Regions from separate parts of the Rattus norvegicus genome. Here region 1 is linked to region 2. Evidence: chromatin contacts called from public Hi-C data. All regions are on one chromosome and are shown on one strand. The core of a region is the stretch at or near the end of the contact, and the rest is flanking DNA. Distances in the headings are between cores, read along the strand shown.

Region 1 (5,751 bases), core at 1,501-4,000, 78 kb before region 2:
ATCCTAGCCTGAGCTCTAAACCTGCGTTCCCAACACCCCGAAGGGCAAGCCCCACTGACAGATACCTGGGACAACCACATGACGCAAGGCACTTCCTTTCCACCCTCTCCCAAACCTGCCTCTCCTGTCTCCACTCCCCACGTCATTTCATAGTCCACCTACCTCCCCACCACCCAGGGGTACAACCCCAGCATAAACCTAGGCTTTCACAAGCCACCTAGGAAACACAAACCATCCCCAAGCCATACTCCAGCATCAGTGCCAATGCCAAGGAAGATTGCAAGAGCCACTGAACTCATCTTTGCCTGCAGGTTTGGTGTTGTAACACACGGATGAGCTGTTACCTTTCCTGAACCACTGCAGAGGTTTTCACTGGGAATGAGCACCAGACATCTTGGTATGGTGTGCGTGCCGTCCACCACACAGTACCAAGTTACACAGCAGCATCTCTAGCAGGTGCCCAGGTGGCCAACTCATTTCCCTGCTCAGAATTGTGCCTTTTCATGGTAAGGAGCCCACCCCTTCATCCCACCATTCTGAATTAAGGCTCCACAAGTCATGTGATGTCTCCTGCCAACATCTAGGGCTATACCACTCTGAATGAAGCTAATTTGTGTGGTCATCTACCACAACTTTGACTATCTACAAACATGCCTTCACCATCTCTGGCCAGAAGAGGTCTATAATCCAAAGAAAACCATTAAATGGTTCTTTTCCCAAAATTCAAAGTTAGAGCAGAAAACTGCCTATCTCTCATTCTCACTTGCCCTCTCACCCACTCTCAAATATACATACAGAAATTCCGGATCATTTTCGCTCCCTCCCTCCCCAACTCTACCCTCCAACACTAAACTGTGTATCCCTAGAACAAATATACTTCCACTGCACACTTATTGTGATTGACTAGCCTGGTTGGAAATGTCTACCTCACAGCTCCTTTGCTGAGTGACCTTGAAAAAAATAATTTGACCTCGATGGTGATCGCAAGCTTCCTCATAGAATTCATTTGTCACTGGGTTGTTAGGAAGACTAAGCAAGACAATGCCATTCTAAGGCAAATCAAACAGGTCATCGGTTTTCCTTACTCCCTATATGTTGCCCCACTCATGTTCAGAGTGTACTGCAGCCCTCAGCCAGTGATTTCTACATCTGAATCTTCTAAATCCTGGTTGTCCATTGTCATGGCAAAGACATTAAGAGGTAGAAGTTGAGAATGACTTAGCATTTTTTTTCCCTTTTCCTCCCTCATGACCCATTCCTAAGCCACACACCTTGGGAATAAATTTCTGCCCGCCTGCCCCCAACCCCTCCCCATTATTTCCCAATCGAAATACTAATGACACTGGCTAGTCTCACAGGAACCAGGCTGGGTCAAAATCCCCTATTACTCATCTAGAACTCACCCTGGCTTCCTCCCCTCTGTCCCTATTCGAATCATAATTCCTTCCTAATACTTTCATGAAGAATTGCCCACACTAGCTGCAAAGACAAAAACCAAAACAAAACAAAACAAAACCAGGAGCTCCTCTGCCCTGATATATGCAACAAAATAAGCAAATGCTTCTCTCTTCTCTTCCCCTTTCCCAGCATTTCTTCCCACAGAAGAAGTTCTCAGAGCACAAGAACCAAGCACTGACCCTACAGCAAAGCATGCAAGAAACACAGAGTTGCGGCTTCCTGCTTGTTCCAGGGTAAAGATAAGCTTTAGTCTAACCGCTCAGCCAGAAACAACAGGTCAAAAAGGTGAAAGACGCCATTGGACGCCCAGATGAGGAACTAGCAAGAGTATGCTCAACTCAGGCCCCAAGAGACACTTTAAGGACCAGCAACTGTGGTTCACTGGTGTCATTCACCAGACTCTGAGAGCTCCACAGACTTAGCCTCCTCCTCACCCCAAAATGAACCATGAGAGAGAGCAGCTTTCCTGTGGAAGCACACAGTTGTTTCTCCTCAATGGTTCTTAGTGCTGGGCAGCCCCTGGACTCTAACAGCATCCTCCCGCTGCCGCCAAGCTGTTTGACTGACACATAGTTGCAAGCCTCTCCCGCTGATTCCCTGATTCACTAAGCAAGCCCCTTCCTCTTGAAACCAGGCCAGCAGGCAATCCATACGTAGCCTGTGCATGACTGTCAAGGCACAGGTCAGCAATGGGGCAGAGGCATACATACATCTTACCCATCCTCCTGAACAGCTTTCTCTCTAGGACTGACCAGTAGTAGGTCTAGTATCCCAGTAAGAAACAATGGCTTTTCCCCAACCCCAACCCCAACCATAGATCACTTGACAGAATCCTTGTCTTGCAATCATGAGATCCTAGGTTCACCCCCAGCAAAACAGAAAAAATAACCAAACATACAACTAGAGGTGAGGGTTCCCTGCTTCCCACCCAGCTATTCTCAAGAAGAAGAGTACAGGCATCTGCTCACAGGAAAAAGCTTACCAATGGCTGTGCCCAGTCAGCCTGCAACGACCTAGGACACTAGAACCTTCCAGACATCTTCCTGGCCAGCTCCAGGGCCAGCCTTGTGATCTGGACCCTCCCTGCTGTGTTCTCTTCCTGCCAGCAGCAGGCCAGGTGTCCTGGACTTTGGTAGCCAAGAACAGGCTTCAAAAGGCTAAGTGGAAGGTGACCATCTTCAAAGCGTCCTCAGACTTCCCAGAAATCTCTGGCACCCAGCCCTGACCTCAGGTCAGATGCCGGCAAATGAACTTGTGACAGCTCCATGAGGGCAGGGACTCTGACTGTGTGTCTCGTTCCCAGCCCTCATCCTGGCCACCCCAGCATGAGGCTGGCGTACAGCTCATGCTCAACAGCAATGGCCTCTACCAAGGAAAGACAGAAAGCAAAGTAGGGGTAGCCCAGGCTCTGGAGCTAGACAGGCCTGGATCTTAATCTTCCAGCTATCTTAGTTAGCTTCAGACTATGCTGTCCCTCTCACCCAACCCTTCACCACAACACCTCAGAGAGCTCTTAGGAATGTCAGCTGGAAATAACACACTAGTCAGCAAAGGCAGAAACCTCCACTCTGTTTTCAGTTCACAAACACTTATTTAGCACTCAACTGTACACAAGGTGCTGTTCAAGCATCGTAGGCAGTCCCTCATCACAATGGTCCCACATCACAATGGTTCCTCATCACAATGATCCCACATCACAATGGTCCCACATCACAATGATCCCACATCACAATGGTCCCACATCACAATGGTTCCGGTTAACGTCTGTGACACTCCTCTGAAGTTGGGTCTATTTAGCACTCTCTTTTGCAGTTTCAGGCTTCGAAGCACAAGAGAATTAAGGCCCCTTGCCTGAAGCCTGAGACCTAAAAGTGCTGGGCCAGGATTCATATTACTTACACAGTCTAAACTGCTAAGGTGCTGTACCTGCCTGCCTCTAGGGCAGACAATCACTGCAGCCTGACCTGTCCCAACCCTTGAAGGACTCCAAGGACATGTGACCACACTGTCTGACTGTGTCTTCAGTTACAGAGGGAACAGATGAAGTATTCCGGTGGATCGCTTTTTTTTTTTTTATTCGTTTTTTTTTTTTTTTGGGGGGGGGGGGTCTTGTTTTCAACTGTGGTGTCCAATTTCAGAGAAGCATATTCACTAAAAACTTCCCTCCTATCCCATCCTTCCTCTCTACCTCCCAAAAAAAGAAACACACAACTATGCAAAACTGAGCTAAGAAATGAAAGAGAAAAGACAAAGGCCTGTGCACCTTAAGAGCAAAGTCAGAGGCAGCAACCGAGAGCAGGCACTGTAGGGAGCACAGAAAAGGTCTAGACACACAGAAGCAGGCGGGCGGCTACACAGCCTCAGCTGCCCAACGTCCAAGGTAACAGAAAATTAAGTCATTTCTCTTCCAAGGGACGAAAGCTTATCATAAAGAACTCTCCATTTACTATCCTGCCAACCACGATGGAAATCTCATTACCAAAATAAATCACTTGACCTTGCCTCTTGCGGTGTTTCAGAGCTAGTGACATCACAGAGAGCTCCGTAAATGCTCAGAAATGGAGGGATGAAATCCTCAAGCAACACATGCTAGGCGTTTTCACTTGGATATGACTTTGACTGACTTCACATTGCATTCATTTCCAAAGGTCTTAGAGAAAAGGAATGCTCTAGGGACTGCTGACTCCTGGTCTAGCCATGTCCAGATTCATGTGTGTGATGATAGCAGAAGCTTGATCAGAAAGGGTAACCCTGGCCTTACAATGGCTCACATGTCTCTGTCCCCAACTGGCTGAGATAGCACTGTGGAGAGTTAACTTATCTCAAAAGTCCCTGACAAGATTAAAGCAGATCCAGTCTCCAACAGGGAGACAAGAGGAGTGTTCCTCCCTGGAGAGATGGAGATATTGAAAGGCCAGTGCAGAAAATCCATCTCTTCCTGATGAGGGAACAGGTTGTGTACTCTCTTGCCCTGTGAAAACCCACAACTGTACTAGACTCTTTCTCCCTAGTGAATTGTGATTTCTGAGACTGCCTGCTCAAAAAAACGGTTGCCTCATTTTAAATCTGGCTGGCCACCAACACAGACAGTAACCGGATAGTGTTGACTTAAGGAAAAAGACACCAAACTCAAAAACAGATACAACTGGAGAGTACTAGGAACTGAGTTACCTTGGTCCTAGAGACATGTCCCACAGCCAACACCAAACTTACCAATGTCCAATCACCCTGCTGAATTCCATACCCCCAAACCACAATAACCAATATGGCAAGTCCCCAAGGACCCATGGTCATCATTTATTTGATCATTTTTCCCAGAAGCCCTAGACTGACACCAAGCACAAAAGCGATCAAGTTAATTGTTGACAGAACAACTCCAATCTGAAGCTTCCCGTGATTCAGTTGCCAGCAAGAGATCCTAACAACCATTTCCACATAAAAAGTTTACAACTGAGCTATAGGCAAGGTGAGCAACTATTCACAAAGGAAAATAGAGGGGGGGGGGGACAATTTCCTGAGGAGATATGATCTCACTGGATAGCTTAAGCTGGCTCTAATTCCCACCTTCCTCCTGCCACACACTCCTGAGTGTTGGGACTGAGTGTTGTACACTACCAAGTCTGCCTTACGCCATCAACTTAGATTAAAACAATTCCTGAGCAAACAAGTGGGAGCCTCACCAAAGCTACACTTCAGCACAGCTAACAACCCCATCTTCAAATCATCTTCAAACAAAAGCTGAGGAAGGGGAAGCAGGGAAGAAAGAATGCAGGACACCTGAGGCCTGGAAACTATCCACCTGCAGCCACTGAGCGGTTTGGGTCCGACTTCTCTACCCTAGATAAAAAGAGGATTCTCTGGCTGCTCACAAGAGCATTAAAACAAATGCCACAAGTCTGGGTTCTCACTCCCGGGTGCATGACAGGCTGAGCGGCTCAGTGCCACAGAAAGCAAAAGTGTCTTTGTTTCCATTACATCATCCGTGGTGAAAGGGGAGGGCAGGCGGGGCACAGCTGGTGGCAGCTGTACTACCATCTGCTCTCCCCTCAGAAGCCTTTGCTGGTCTGAGCACAGCCTCCTTGGGCTCCTGACAGAGACACCCAGGGTTAAAGGTACAACACCCTATAACAGAAATAGTGGGAATTACTGAGAAATAAATCACTCCTCTGTTGAGTTAAGAGCCACAGGTAGTGGATGAGCCGGTGTTCTTGGAATTTATGCTGGCTACATCTCTTTAGACTTGGTGACAACACAAACTCTGTCAACTCAATTAGACAAGCACTATGTACAAGC
Region 2 (5,264 bases), core at 1,060-3,559:
CTGGCCTTTGCTTGTACAAAATCTCCAATAATCCCAGAATGTTCCCTAGGATTTATAAAGAACTCCAGGAAGAAGAAACTCACACAAAGATTCTCCCCCTCCTTCTCCCCACCTCCTTTTTTTAAACTCTTTTGTAAAGGCAAAGTGTCTTTCTGGCTTTGTTTCAAACTTGTTTTAAAAAGATAAAAAAAGTATTCTAATATTCCCCTAAATCTTTAATTTAAACAATACTTGCCATTAAACAGAAAATAAAATGGTTTACTAAAGGACATGAACAAGACTCAGTAATGGAGACAGCTTATCAGTTTATTTTTTTATACAAACAACAAATAAAAGAATTGCAAACTCTGTTAAAAACCTGTAATCTAAGAGTCCAACACAGAGTTACACATTCAAAGAAATACTACACAAAAATATCTTATGACCATTTATGGAAATACTGAGATTAGAAAAATGCGCCTTTCCTCCTTAAAATCATCAACAATTTAAAACCTTGCTGTTGACAAAGGTTCAGCTAAACGCATTTGTCTTTCCGGAGTCATGCTGTAACTGGGTCTACTGTTTCCTTCTAAAGAGGAAAGATTCTTACCAAAGTTGGATCTAAGTCTGGCCCTTATAAGCATTCAGATGTGCCTGGGCCCAAAGATCCTGCTATTCACAGAAAATCGCAGACTCCGCTGAAAGGCGGAAGCCCCTGGCACAGTCTGTACAGCCTGAGGACTATTCCCAGCCCCAGTCTCAAGGCAGATTAGCCCCCACCCAAGAGCTCAGGCTTGCACAGACAAGCTACCCCTCGGCTCCGGGTAGATTGAGTCTCCCTAACGGGAAGGATCTGTCCACCCGGGGAACCACCTGCCAGCACTCAAGCACACTCTAAGCCACCAGACCACCTAAACTTCCAGAACGAATCCAGGCCACAAGGCGTGGAGGAAACTAAGATTCTGTTACTTTGCATTATCTATAGGAATTGAAATATTTTCCTTTCACTATTTTGAAATATGATCGTATTTACAGACCATTTTGTTCCAAGGACCTTAGCTCCTTTCAAATGGCGCTATTTTAAAACCCGTCCTTGCTACACTCCGATTTCTGGAATATCTGTCTGTAAGTTTCCAGTGCTGAGATCAATTTGCATTTCTGTAAATCACAGACAGCTTCTAAGAACTTAACAAGCCTCCTGAGAAACGCTGGTGGCTGGCATTTCATTGTTTCATAAATATTTTTATACGGGTGACACCATTCAACTTTAAATAAATCCTTAAAAAGAAAGACGATTAAAGACCGAGGAAAACTAGTCTGGGTTTTATTTTCACGGGAAGATAAGTGTGAGCCTTTCATTGTTTTCTACTTCTTTAAATGTAGCTTTGATTTTTTTTTAATGCATTAAAAAAGAAAAAGGAAACTCCTAGAAGTTGAACTTTCTTTCAAACGGGCCTCTGGACTTTGAAAACAAGTGGTGCTGCCGCGAACAAAGGCTAAAAGTGTCCCCAGAATTTTTTTTTTTTTTTGGCCCTCCTGGGGATCGTTTCTCTTCCAATAAACAAACAAATCCCCCAGTATTTCCTACCGAAGGGAAGTTTTCCAGGGAGAGTCTACTCCCGGGTTTGGTGGTAAGTGCGACTCAGTCTTTTTTGGACACAATGTTTCTGCTGACTCCTGAAAATTTTCCACTTGAATGTGCACTGGAGCGGCGGCGGCGGCGGCGGCGGCAGCAGCTCTGGAGAGGCGGCAAGGGCGAGAGAGCCCTCTTTCATCTCCCGGGAGGAGGAGCCGGGATCCGCGCGGACCCCGAAGGGGCCGGGCGCCGGGGGAGTCACCCGGCTGCAGGCTCTAGGCTGCACGCCGGACGCTCTCCCCACCCGTGATCGCGCCGAACTCGGCGCTTCCCAGACAAGGAGCGAGGTGCGCGGGAGAGAGACGCTGGAGAGAGGGGCGCGCAGAAAGCCGAGCGGGGCCGCCTGTTGCCGCGCGAGGTTGCGGCCCAACTTGCTGGGCGGCGGGGCCGCTCCCCTTCGGGAGCCGCACACAAAGCGCCGATCGCGGTGACGCCTAGACAGCCCGCGCCCCCGAGTCCGCCCCGCGCGCAACTTACCTCGGCCGCCCGAGCGGGCGCGGCAAACTTCGGGGCGCTGGGCCACCGCCCCCGCGCTACTCCAGCCGGTACTCCCCGCGGTACTCCCGCGCCCGGCCGCCCCAGCCCGGCCTCGCCGGCTCCCCGGACCAGCAGGGCGCGCCGGGGCAGCTGCCCGCGCTCCGGCGACGTTGCGCGCTGGGGGGTCAGCGCATGGCCTGCGCCCCGCCGCGGCCGCCCCGGGCCCGGGCCCCGGCGCGCGGACTCCCCGCGAGCTGGAAGCGAGTGTGCGAAGTGCTGGGGGGCGCCCGCGGCGGGCGGCGGGGCCGCGGAGGCTCGGCTCGGCTCGGGCGGCGCGGCGCGGCGCGAGCGATGCGAAGAATGTGCGGAATGAGGACAGGAATGAAATGAACGCCAGGACCGAACTCGCTCCGGAGGGGTGGGGCCTCGGTGACGTCATGCCGCCGGGCCCGGGGTGGGGCGTGGCCTGCCGCCGCGGTGACGTCATGATGTGGGGCGGGGCGCGTGGGGCGGGACTTGGCGCCCACGGGGGAGCGAGCCGCGCGCGATGGCGCGCGCTCAGGGCTTTGTGCGGTCCGAGGCGGGGCGGCCGGGTACTAGAAAGGCGGGGTGTGCGCTTTCCTCCTGCTGTGACTCAGTTTACCCCCTCCTGGTGTGCGCTGGCAGCGACGCTCCCAGACTGGAAGGGAGGTTGCTCTTCAGGAAACTGAGGCCGGAGTGGGCAGCTTCCCAGCCCGCCACTCCTCCTCAAGCCGTTTCGCTTTACCCAAGTTCGCGGTGCTCGCGCAAATTCTGGGCTTCGCAGACTGGGTTGGAGCGTCGCAGAGTCCTCGCCCGCTTCCTGCCCTGTCTTTCTAGAAGTGAAGTTCACTCGTACTGCGAGTTTAGTCTAAGGAAATCCTGCACCCACTTAAATAAAATAAAGTCTTGCCTGGCTGCAAAAAGCAGCTTCGCGCCGTCCCTTTATGGAGAACGTAAGAATCAATCATAAACGGTTTGAACTCTGTTTTTGGAGTGGACGACACCGCAGCACTTCAGAAACTCGGGTAAAGTTAACGGTGGCTGGGACAGACATGCTGGCAGTTTGGGCCGGTTGCAGTCCGTAGTTTCCCAGAAAGGAGACGGCCCTTCCCGCACTGGGACTTCCTTCTGGCTTCAGAACAAACTAATGGCGCCTGTTTTGTGCCGGAGTATTCCTGGAGTGTGCATAAACTCAGGAAAGCGAATGGGACTCACTACGCCTTGTTTGCTCGGAAACAACGTTTACCAGTGCGTTTTTAAGGCAAAAATATCTTCCATCCATGCGTTTTTTAAAATTTTATGTCAAGAGAATTGAAGACTCCCATGCCGTTGTAAAAAGTAATACAGAGACATTCTTTGTTCGCTTTGCCCAGCTCTTCCCTAGCCATGTCAGCCAAAATTTTATCCCAGCCGGGGTATTAATTTTCGGGCAGATTTTCCAGATCAACTTAAACACATCATTGTGTATTTGTTTAATTCTATAAATTCTATAATTTCTCACCTGTGTAGATGCCCACCACAATCAAGTACAAATGTGTATTATTTTTAGTTAATAATATGCAGCAATATGACAGGCTGACAATAAGAACCTCATACACCTGGCAGAGTATTAGAAAATGCACAACTATTTTCCCGTTAAAACTCCAGAGGTGTATCTCTTTTCCAGATAACCCCCCATAATACCAGCGAATAAAGTCTCCGGAGAGCAGAAGAAGCTGGAGAGATAGTTCACCAGCGAAAAGCCCTTGCTGCTCTAGTAGATGACCAGGCTCCTGTTAGGTTCCCAACACTCATAAGGTCGCTTTCAACAATCTGTAACTCCAGTTCTGGGAGCACCAGGCACAAACATGGTGTACATACATGCAGGTAAAACATTCATATACATAAATAAATAAGAGGTTGTTTTTTTTTTTTAAGTCTGATAGCAGAGCCAGCCTACCAGTGGGTAAATTTCTAAACCAGTATTTATCTTGCCCATGACAGGCTTGGTTACCCTTCAGACTCCAGTTGCTCCTGGCGATTCGGTGTTCTCTCATTTCTACTGAGTTAGGAAAGACTCTTTGACCAAACTTCCAAAGCCGCTCATGATGTGCTAAAACTGCTTGGCCTGTGCTTTCTACAACTTATTTTCATCCACACACACCTTCTTTGAAATGTATGCTAAAAACCTTTTCTCCAAGGAAGTCTGTTCAGGTGGAGCCAGGCACATTGGCAATATAATCCCAGCATTCAGGAGGCTGAGGCAGGAGGATTGGTGTGAGTTTGAAGAAATTCTGAACTAAAGAATTAGATCTTGGGTTGGGGATTTGGCTCAGTGGTAGAGCGCTTGCCTAGCAAGCACAAGGCCCTGGGTTCGGTCCCCAGCTCCGGAAAAAAAAAAAAAAAAAGAACTAGATCTTGTCTGGAAGAGGAGGAGAAGGGAAAGAGAAAAGAAAAGGAGAGGGAGAGAGTGGGGAAAGAGCTGGGGTGTGAGGGGGAAGACTGGTTAACTAGATGTCTCCTTCCCAGGCCCCTGAAGCCACTTGGTCCAGCTATCTATGTCTTGTGTATTTGGTCTGTTAGTTCACAGCATATGTGTGTTACTGGACAGACTCACCTGTATGAGACAATGGTTAGGTCTCATTCAGCTAAGATTTTTCTGTCTAGAACTCACTCACAAATAGGAAGTGCAACGTCATCTCTCTACCCATCTATCCCATACTCTGTGCTCTCCTCATCTCCCCATCAGTCAACACACAGGGCCTTAAGAGTTTTGAGCTGTGAGCAGTTGAACCCATCTGAGGGTGGAAACAGTGGCTGCCACCTGCTAAAATGAGAGCAGCTTTCCCGAGTCGAATTCATACTTAGCCTCTAGTATTTTGCTTTTACCATCTCAATTAATCCCCACTGCACCTGTACAAAGTGTAATTCTCACCCCAGTTTATACAGATGAGAAACAAGATGCAAGGACAAGCAGGGGATGGAAAACGAAACCTAAATCCAAATTCTTTCTGATGCATACAGAAAGCACTATTAGCCGGGCACTGTTCTAAGTGCTGCCCTTTCATTGCCTCACCTGACCCACTGTGATGGAGGTTCTGCTTTTTTTAAAGATTTTATTTTAAATTGTATGCATATGGAGGGGGAGTGTGAATGTGAGTACAGTCCCTAC

What was found. Hi-C and Micro-C count contacts between places; a contact is called where the count stands out from the background.
Region 1: a Hi-C map of liver shows a contact between it and region 2, with 4 times the contacts expected there. The contact joins the enhancer-like site here to the promoter of Tead1 in region 2. A contact is called at or near these places in 3 of 12 Hi-C or Micro-C datasets (liver and psoas muscle).

What each region holds. Positions count from the first base shown.
Region 1 is chr1:176,301,695-176,307,445 of GRCr8, reverse strand. All of the region lies in intron 2 of Tead1 (TEA domain transcription factor 1), which reads right to left. Among named protein-coding and RNA genes, the nearest start is that of Tead1, 77 kb to the right of the region's middle. Within about 2 kb of position 2,750, at least 12 of the 93 cell types and tissues checked have an H3K27ac peak or open chromatin away from gene starts, as enhancers often do. A contact at or near this core is called in liver, where this site is marked.
Region 2 is chr1:176,224,220-176,229,483 of GRCr8, reverse strand. Tead1 (TEA domain transcription factor 1) reads right to left here and starts at 2,309. Exons shown (of 13, transcript NM_001198589.2): 1 at 2,093-2,309.